Linked DNA regions of Gossypium arboreum: region 1 is linked to region 2. Evidence: chromatin contacts called from public Hi-C data. All regions are on one chromosome and are shown on one strand. The core of a region is the stretch at or near the end of the contact, and the rest is flanking DNA. Distances in the headings are between cores, read along the strand shown.

What was found. A called contact is a pair of places that touch in the nucleus more often than the background predicts.
Region 1: a contact with region 2 is called in a Hi-C map of leaf, with 3 times the contacts expected there. The contact joins the promoter of LOC108460849 here to the promoter of LOC108460239 in region 2. A contact is called at or near these places in 3 of 5 Hi-C or Micro-C datasets (all in leaf).

What each region holds. Positions count from the first base shown.
Region 1 is chr4:99,709,730-99,714,778 of ASM2569848v2, reverse strand. LOC108460849 (29 kDa ribonucleoprotein A, chloroplastic-like) reads right to left here and starts at 2,809. Exons shown (of 5, transcript XM_017760527.2): 1 at 2,337-2,809; 2 at 1,856-1,957; 3 at 1,089-1,385; 4 at 768-869; 5 at 390-588. The coding sequence starts at 2,714. The coding sequence ends at 807. LOC108459923 (a long non-coding RNA gene) reads right to left here. Exons shown (of 4, transcript XR_001867435.2): 4 at 4,561-4,739.
Region 2 is chr4:99,231,835-99,237,426 of ASM2569848v2, reverse strand. It overlaps LOC108460239 (ethylene-insensitive protein 2), which reads left to right and starts at 2,907. Exons shown (of 9, transcript XM_017759662.2): 1 at 2,907-3,372; 2 at 4,157-4,923; 3 at 5,268-5,354; 4 at 5,464-5,574. The coding sequence starts at 4,675.

The DNA.
Region 1 (5,049 bases), core at 1,560-4,059, 480 kb before region 2:
AATTAGATATTTATGGTATATTGAGAAAATTATTTTACAAAAAAAAATTATGATATCTTTTGATTTTATAAGATATAGATAGTAATTTAAATTAATATTATCAGATAAGATTGTTAATATACTAATTAATTTATGAATTATTAAACATTCACATTTCAACTGAAACTTAGAAAACTAATTGTCCTTGTTCTTATAGTGAGCTCCCTTCTTTCCATTGCAGTATGGTGTGTGAAGAAGGGAGGCTACTAAATGAATTATAGGTGATTAAAAGGGAAGAGTTTGTCAGCTCCCTTCTTGATATATTATCCAATTCATGGATGTATATCCCCATGGCTTTTAGATAAAAAGAAGCACAAATTCACACCCTCTCTAGAAACTGCTAAAAGAAATGCTAACTGGAAATCCCACACTTGAATAAACAAAATTAAGGCGCATGTCAGTCACTGAATCATGATACTTTTGGAACATATGACCAAAATATTTCAATTGATATTATCATCTCGTCATCGGCTCTTTCTAATCTAATCTAAGCACAGATTGCGAATACCATCCAAATGCAGCTGCTACAATTTGCATGTTTGTAGATTCCTAGGAACATAAAGAGTTGTTCTCAGTGTGTGTGATAAAAATGCAATCCAATAAAAAACATATAAGCAACACATACCAGAATAAATATTAAGCTTTGAAAACTGAACATCTATAACCCATGGATGAAATATAAAAAAAAAGGAAAGACCAATTAAGTGCCCAAAGATTTAGACTCATACCCAAAGAACTTTAGCAGTACCGGTAGATACCAGTTGCACTCAAAATTGACGCCTTGGCCTAGACTCGGCCACTGAGACTCGAATTGGTCTGCCATCCAACTCCTGCATCAAACAAATTTTTTTAAGCAATTCACAGTCATTAATGAAGTTATTAGATTTCTGTAAGTAGCAGTTTTGTACAAAATCAAGTATATTAAAGTCAATAATGATACTGAAAAAGTATATAGCAGCCAAATGACCTATCTTATCCAGCATCTACTAATTGACTCTAAATTGCTATAAACATTCATGGATTAGAACTCAAGGTAACGATTAACTTACAACACCATTAAATGTTTTGACAGCACCATCCACCTCTTCACTAGAATTGTAAGTTACAAAGCCGAAACCCCTTGATCTACCACTTTCCCTGTCATAAACAACTTTTGCTTCCACAACCTTGCCTTGCTCACTGAACAAGGTCTCCAGTGCTAAATCATCAACGCCCCACGAAAGGTTACCAACATAGACACGATTTGAAGCACCCATGGTTGAACCACCTCTCGCCCTAGGAGAAAATTCTTCCCTACGAGGAGGAGGTGGTCCAGAGTTTACCCTCAACGCTCTCCCTTCAAGTTCCTGCAATCAGCAAGTGTAAACACAAGAAAATTTTATGATAACCTCGATTCAAACTTCTGATAGAAACTATAACCTTATACCAAAACTGATAACGTCACAGGGGTATTAGATATTAATACAGTCAAAAACTTAAGCATACTCGATATTGCGAAACACCCTTTTTCCATCCACTATGCTGGAAAAGAGAAAGTTGAGGAAACTAGAACAAATAAAAATGGAAGTTTTTTATATTCAGATGCTGAAAAAATTCATTTGCCGCAGTGGGTTCCAAGGCCAGAACATAAATGTCAATCCTCAAATTGTTCTAAAGATGACAAATATGCAAATCTTCATCCATGCGTACTCTAAACCGAAAGAGGATAACCATATTTGTTTAAGTAGCATGTAAACGAAGCAATTAAATTATTAAATGTGCAAAATACTCTTTAAGTTCGCATATCTGCATATGAACACCCCAAAAGATGACTTACATAGCCATTGAACTGTTGAGCAGCAGCTTCCACTTCCTCAGTAGTAGACATGGTTACAAAACCAAATCCCCTACTTCTCCCAGTTACCTTGTCATAAATCACCTGTCAAAAGCAATAATTTCAACACATCAAAACGGAGTGTACATCTAGTTTGTTAACTTCCCAAATGATTGGAGTGAAGCAACAAGGTCCATATTTCAATGGATGCTCAATTAAATCACTAAATGTATATCATGACCCTTCAATTGGCTAAATGTCTTTTTAATTATTCAATTTTCATCTCGAAATTAAAAGTTTCTTCCATACTATAATTCAACATATCAGAAATAAAGGTTCATACTATGCTTGAATTCAAACTAAAGGGCAAGCCTCTGTGTGAAAACAGAACATGATGAAAACAAAGCAAGTCATTCATAAACATAAACATAAACATGGTGAATTACAGGTAAAAGCAAAGGGGGAAAAAGAAAAAAAAATTTACCTCAACCATCTGAACATTTCCAGCACTTCCAAACAAGCCGGCAAGCTGAGCACTATCCACACTAAAAGGAAGATTGCCCACAAAAAGTTTCAAGTCAGGGGAGAACCTAGTAGCCTCTTCATCATCACTACCAAATAAACCCTCTTCCTGACCGTACTCAGATGAAACGGAAACGTTTCTAACAAAATTAGAAGGAAAAGAAGAAGACTTTTTTGTTAAAAGCGTGAAACTTTGAAGAGAGGAAGAAAAGAGAGGCTTTGCATGGAGGCGGTGGGAAAGAGAGAAGGGGGACAGTGAAATGGGAGTTGGGTTTGGTAAAGATATGGTTTTGGGTTTGAGAGATGGGAGGATGAGAGATGAAGCAGATGTTGCAGACATTTTAGCCTTTGTTTCTGCTTTAGCCAAAGAGAAGATAAGGTTTTTGAAATGGGAGAGAGGGTTTAAGAAGAGCAGCTTACATTATAGATAGTTTTATAGGAGGAGAAGTTGCCTGCTTGTCTATCTTGCCGCCGGTACTTCGGATTACATATCGTGAAATCGGGGCCGTTAGATTTTTGTTGATAAGATATTAGATTGCGATAGATTTTAGATATTTTGCTGAGGGAAAAGGCTTTGGGTTTGAGCGACATTTGCATAGGGCCACAGCCCCTCAAACCCAAATGAAAATGGACTAATTAGAACTGTATTTTATGTTTCTAAATTACAACCTCCATCAAAAAATTAATTTTTTTTTTAATTTTAAGTTAATCGAATTGAGTTATTCGAATTATTCAAGTTAAATCAAATAGGTAATTCAATTTTTGAATTCGAATCGAGTTAAATTTTACAATTTGAATAACTTGAATAATTCAAATAACATATTGGTATAAATACCCTTTTAGTTCTTATTGAGTTTGAAAATGAGCAAATTAGTCTTTCTCCCAACAAAAATTACAAAATAATTCAAAATAATTTTTAAAAATAAAAATATTTATAAAAATTCAAAAATTATAAAAATTTCAAAAAAATATAAAGAAAGTTAAAAATAAAAAAATTCTAGAATAATAATTTTGGGATTTAAATAAGTTAATTAATTATTTTTTATTAATTTACTTTGAAAAAGTTTTCAAATATATGTGGTTTCAAATTTATGTGTTGTAACATAAAATTAGTTATATTGATTTTAATTTGACGTGTTTAAATTTTTAATTTAACTCGAACAGTTCACTCGATTCGATTTGACTCGAATTTCATTTCACTCGACTTGATTCGAAAAAATCTTAAATTGATTTAGATGATAAAATATGACTTGTCAACATAATTAACTCGATTCGATCGAACACTCACATGGGTGTATTCACTTCGATTTAATTTTTAACAAAAATTGAATTAAAATTTTTCATTTTCTTTTTAACTTTTGAAATCAAAATTGTATTGAATAAAAATGGAAATACCCAAAACCAATAATAGCGGTTTGATTTTAAAATTTTGAGTTTTGTCAAAAAAGAATCATCTTCTTTTGAACCCCAAAGTTCTAATATATATATATTTTTATTTCATAATAATCATAATGCATGCTCTTAATTCATTTATACATTTACGAGGTAAATTAAATAATTACATTAATATTATAATCATTCATAAAACCATTTAAAAATCATTTTAAGTTAAGTTATTAAGTTAATAAATCATTTAAAGTTGTTAAAAGAAAAGTTAATACATAAATTATTGATATATCTAATGTTTTACTTACCATTCTTTTAATTAATTATAATCGAATCATTACAATATGCCATATACTTTTTAAATTTATAACTATCAAATATATATTCAACAACTTGTGTATAATTGTTTCTTTTATAAATAAAATATTTATAAAGTTTAATGAACTATTTTTTAAAATTAGAATTATGCTTATAATTATGATTATTATTTTAAGAAATGATTTAGTTGCTGTGAAATATTTTAACTTTTTGTATAAAATGGTTCCAAGAGGAGAAACTGAACTTAAACTGAATTGTGCAATTTGAGTAATAACATTAACATGAAACTGAACCGAACATTATAAAACCTGAACCGAATAATATAAAACCTAAACCAAATTGAATATATCAGATCAAATTGGTTTTTAGATTCTTTTAGTTTCTTTGCTCAATCCTACGGCCAACAATTGGAGACTTCTCTAAATATTTGGATCGAGTTCAAATATTAAATTTATCATTATTAGGAAATTTTTATCTAAATATTATTTTTACCCAAATAAAATTAATCTTAGACGGTAAAACAAATGAAAATAGTTGTGGATTTATAAAAAAAGTTCCAAAGCTAAGTTTGAAGTGGAAACTATAGAGAAAAGATGAACACCAACAACAGCCCCGCTAAACATCACCGTATTTTTTATTTCCTCAACGTTGTTGCATTTATCTGCAAATAATGTCGTGCATATTAAAAAAAAAAAATGAAACTGATTACGTTAAAATTATGTGCATTACGCGGATTGAATGAAATGTCAAAGGACTTCTTGGACAACTCCTACTCTACTCTACTCTAGATTACATCATATGAATGATTGGACACTTGAAATTTTCACTAGTTTCTTGACAGCAAGCAACGCCAAACATCACTAGTTCCTTGCAACTAAAGTGGTCCATGGCCGTTCAGGCCAGGCTACTTAAAAATTTTAGGTGTGGATTCCACTCAAAAATATATTTAAAATTTTATTTAAATTTAGATT
Region 2 (5,592 bases), core at 1,658-4,157:
TAATTTTTAATGGTAAATTTATATGATAAGAGTTTAGGATCTTTGAAAATATCTCCATCTTATTTTTTGTAATAAAAACTTGTTTGGAAATTATAATTTTTATTTCTCATCTTTTGTTTTAAATAAATACAACCCACATTATTCTTCCTAATTCTAATAGATTAATGATTATTATTTAAAATATTATTCCAGATGGCCAACTTCATAAACATGGCTGCACATGGCCATGCAAATCCAACTCATTTGTTTTCACTCCATGAATATGATTTTATATAATTCATGAAAATCATGTGTAATATATAGAGTTTTTATTCCATAGGAATGAATATTCACTTCTTCTACTAACTTAATTACTATCCATTCTTAATTTATTGAATTTTAAAATTAGAAAATATAATTTATATAATATTCTAAATATTTTAAATTTTCAAAATAATAATTATTTCCACAACTTTAAAAGTTTTACAAAATAAAGTGTTTAGAAAAATTTTAATTTTAAAATATTTTTGTTTTCAATTTTGAAAATTTTAAAATACATTAAACATTTTTATTTTTTTCAAAATTTTGGAACTAATTATTAATCATATAAATTTTTGAAATTTTCATTTCTTCTGAAAATTTAGAATATTTTATATTTTTTGAATATTATACATATTTAATAATTTTTAGAATTCAACAAAATTATACATTCAAACATGGGCATGTTTTTCACAACTGAACTTTTGTTTCTTTCTTCCTTTTTTTGGTCAAACTAACTGAACTTTTCTTTAGTTTTAGTTTTAATTAACAAAAACAATTAACATCACTTATCTTTCTTTTTCTTTTTCTTTTTTTTTGTGGTGAAATAACATCACTTATCTTTATTTTCTCATTTTTGAATCTTATACAGACGAAATTGCTTCTTTTAATAGAGCTTTATCCTATAATTTATTAATGAAAATAATTAAAACAGTTATCAGTTTCCTATTTTTAATAGTACAAAATTATTGTGGATTCAGTATTTATTATATTGAAAGTGTATTTTTTTATTCCACGAGCAGTTTTAAAAGATTATTATATGTGTCAATTTTAAAATATTTATTTTTAGATATTTTACTATACTTTTATAAGACACTTGTCGACCATTAACTCTTTGTAGAATCTAAAACTCTACTTGATAGTATATCAAATATTTTCCTTAAATTGTTTCATTTATATTGAAAGAGATTAAATTATTTTTTTAAACAATATTATTTGATGCGTTGTTAATGCATAAATATTATGCACCATCAATGAACAATAATATAATATATTATAATTAAATTAAGTAAAAATATGGAGGACTTATAAATAAATATTGATAGTTTTATTTAAATATGATTAAACATTAAATGTAACTATTATAAAAATTATTAATAACTCTCGGATTTAGAATCTTGGGTTTAAGGTCTAAAGTCTTGGGTTTTAACATTTATTAGTATCTTTTAAGTCCTTCACTATTTTTTATATTATTTAATGATGATGTGTTGTGATATTATTTGTCGATGGTATATGAGACTTATGCATTGAGCATCAAATATTATTCCTTAATAAATAATGTTAATTATTAGGAAAAGTATACAAATAGTCATCAAAACTAAGGTTAAGTTCATGCTTTTGCAACCCAACTATCAAAAGTTATATTATGATCACTTACATTGTTGAATTATTAAATTTTGATCACCTATTAGTTAACTGTTCTATTGTTATCCCTTAATGAAATAATGATGTTGTATGTTAACTCAATCACTAATAACTAATTTGATCCCAAAAGTATAATCAAAAGGTTGTTTATAAGAATATTCATAGTTGGTTAAAATTATAGGTGAATTTAGGGGCTAGTAGGGTCTTAGTTCCCTAAAATATAAAATTGCTATTTAAATTCTTAATTTTTAAAAAATTTAAATTAGTAAAGTTAAAATTACACTTTACCCCTAAAATTATAAAAATTTCATTTAATCCTTTAAAATTATAAAGATATTGACTATAAAAATTAAAATTTCATTTGCCCTAAAAATTATTTTAGCTTCACCCTAGTTAAAATGAATTAGAAAACAATATTTCTTGGATATATATTTACTGATTATATACTTAGTTGTAAATCAAAAAATCTATTGGTTAAAAAGAAAATAACAAATGACAGGTACAGATTTACCATATCTACGACAAAATAACTCATCAGCCTTTTGCACATTATCTCTATATTATTTTGTCCTTCAGTGTTCACTTACACACATGCTTTTAGAGTATTATTAGGTCTTCAACACACTTTTTCTACACTAAGATACAAAAGGAAAAGTGGATTCATTTGATTGTAACAATAATAGCAAAAGTTGTTCTATTTCATTAAAAAGAACTTTACAATAATTAAAATACAAAATTTTCACTTACAATCTCATCAAGTTTGATTAAAACTTTTAGAATTTATAAAATTTTAAAATTTTTGCATAATTATAATTTTAAAAATAAGTTATCAACTTTCAAGTGTTTTTAAAGAATTTTATCATACTTTTATACTTTTGTATATTTTTAGATTATGGTTAGAAAATATTAAAACACTAAATTATAAAATGACGGTTTAGAGATTGAATTAATTATTAAACTTTGAGTTAATATGTCGTCTCATTATTTTGCTAAAAAATAAGAAGTTAAGTTGATCAAATTTAATAACTTGATACCATTTATAACGTGAATGACGACATCGTAACTTTTGATAATTGTGAGACAATAACGTAAACTTAACCTTAATTATCATTTTATAAAATTTACCCTAATTATTAACATAAAAGTTTATACAAATAAATAATAATCCATTAAATGTATATAAATGAAATGAGAGAAGTTGGATTAATTGTAATGCTGAAATTTGTGGGATATCCTCGAGATTTGTTGGAACTGTTTTGATGTCAATAACCTTTTAACTGTCTGTCTTTAAACTTTTTCTAGCTTTTTGTTTTGTCTTTCATCTGGACACATTTTCTTCTTCGCTTTGATTAGTATTTAGTAGTGAAAGTTTTCTTTTTTCACATATTATATATAAATAAATTTCCTCTTTTCTTCAACATGGCGTGGCATGGCTTGGAAAGAGCCCCCACACCCTTGAAAATATATTTATATAATTATATATTTATCTATCTGAGATGATCATGTATCTATCCTCTTTTTTTCTCTCTTTTTCTTTTTCGCTCTCTCTCTCTCTCTCTCTGTTTGTGAAGAAAAATATATAAATAAAACCCAGTGGGTTGAGAAATCCCTCTTCCTGAAGATCTACTTTTGTTAATACCCAAACTTAGATAGAGATTGCAGAGAAAAGGATAGCAGATAAGCTCTCTCTGTCCCACTTTTTACCGTAAGGTAAAATCAAAAAACAATTTTTTTACTTCCCCAAAGGCCTAAACCCTAATCCAATTCGAGTCTTCTTTTTCCTTATGATTTACTTGTTTCTTCTTTTTTGTTTAATTATTTTGGGTTTTTTTTTGTTTTCTTGCTTTATGCGTAATCTACCTTGGAATTTGTGCAAACATTTTTTCCTTTTTTTTAAAGTTATTGAGCTGAATCAGATCCAGGGTCTTGATTTTTATTCATATTGGTTCCTTAGTGCTTTGTTCATTTGGGTGGGGTTTTACACTTTTGCTTGCTTTGGGACGTTTTAGGAAGATCTGAGTTTTGTTTTTAAGTCCAAGGTTTTTGTTTCGTAATTTTCGTGTGGGGGTACTTTTGGGGTTTGTGGTTTTGTATGAAGCTGTATTTTATTCTGTCTTCTGGTTGTTTATTTTGGTTTGTTTTTGTGTGCTGATCTTTATCACTATTGATTAGCATTGATGCTGAAATTTAGTTTGCAAAGTGAACTTGTGATGATGCTGAGGGCTTACACCCTTGAACTAATTCACACTATACTTTTTTCTTTTTGAATAATCTGGTTAACCGTACCGGTTTGTGAAATTTATGGTGTTCACTGTATATTGGACTCTGCTGATTTTGTTTTGAAGCTTGACCAAATGGTTTAATCATGATTTATGCTAGAATTTGGTTCTGATTCGTTTTACATGTTGGTTTTGATGCTTTAATTCCTTTTTCTTGTAGTTATGTTCCAAGGCTGATGGTTTTGACTGATTTGATTCAGGTTTTGACTTTGTAGGTGCTTTCGTTGGAGGAATTTGTTTGGATTATTTGTTGTTCTACTCAGGGACTGGAGATGGGTGTATCTGCCCTTTGATACTGATTCAAGTTATTGGTAAAAGTCCTGCGAGAGTTGGAATATTCACCAGCCCCTATATGGTTGTGGCTGAGGCTGCAATTTTGATTCTGTCAGCAGTTGCGGTGGCACTGATTCTTGGGAAGTGCATTTTAGATGCTCGCTAGTCCTGCTGTGCCAGGGCTTTTGTTTAATGTACATTCGTTTGATAGCAAGTCTTGCAGAAAATGGTCTCGACTGTTTGCTTTTTCTTGCAAAATTATGTTTAATCAAATAACTTGCTAATATCTAGCTGAATACCTTATGATGGATAGCTTCTTTCTTACGAGATTTAGTCATTGTGAACAACCATGTAATTGTAGTACTTCTTGAGCATTGGAGGTTCTGTGCTATTCTGAAGATGGAATTTGAAGCGTTGCTGCACTGTAACTAGCATATCGTCTGAATTTCTAGTTGACAAAATGGAAGCTGAGGGAGGAAATGCTAACCACCAACGAGGTGCCCTTCATCAGATGTTCCCTGTTGTTTTACCTGTTCTTCTAATATCAATTGGATATGTTGACCCTGGGAAGTGGGTTGCCACTGTTGAAGGAGGTGCACGGTTTGGTTTTGACCTGGTAGTTCCCATGCTTCTTTTTAATTGTGCTGCCATTTTGTGTCAATATCTGTCAGCTAGAATTGGTGTGGTGACTGGGCGTGGTCTTGCTCAGGTATTCTTTTCACGCTTGTGCATTTTACAAGAATAAAAAGATTAGGAATTATTCTGTTTGTAAGACAATTTCTTTGACAACCGTTATACTGATCTGTGTACTTGTAGAACTCTTATAAAGTAACAACATGATTTAGTTAAATTCTCCAATGTTGTTTAATTATTTTTCTGCCTAGATTAAAAAGCATAAGAACTCCTTTTTTACAAATGCATGCTTATTTATCTTTAATTAAGTGCTTATATATAACCAGAATGTCATGTGCAAAGGTGCTTGTGCTTATTTGTGGACTTGTGTTTTACTCTTTTCATGATACATATTTATTTCTTAATTTATGGCGATGATAGATTTGCAGCGATGAGTATGACAAGTCCACTCGTTTATTCCTTGGAGTTCAAGCAGAGCTTTCTGTGGTTGCGTTGGACCTTACCATGGTAGCTTTCTTTTCTAAACTATGATGAAAGGAAGTTATAATTCTTTTTATTTGCACTTAATATAGTGATATTTGTTCTATTCTCATGAAAAATGTCTATATTTTCCCAGGTCCTGGGTGTCGCACATGGGATTAATCTTCTCTTCGGGGTGGATCTGTCCACTGGTGTTTTTCTAGCTGCTCTTGATGCTGTTTTATTCCCAGTTTTTGCCTCCACCTTGGTATGCTAAACTGCTTTG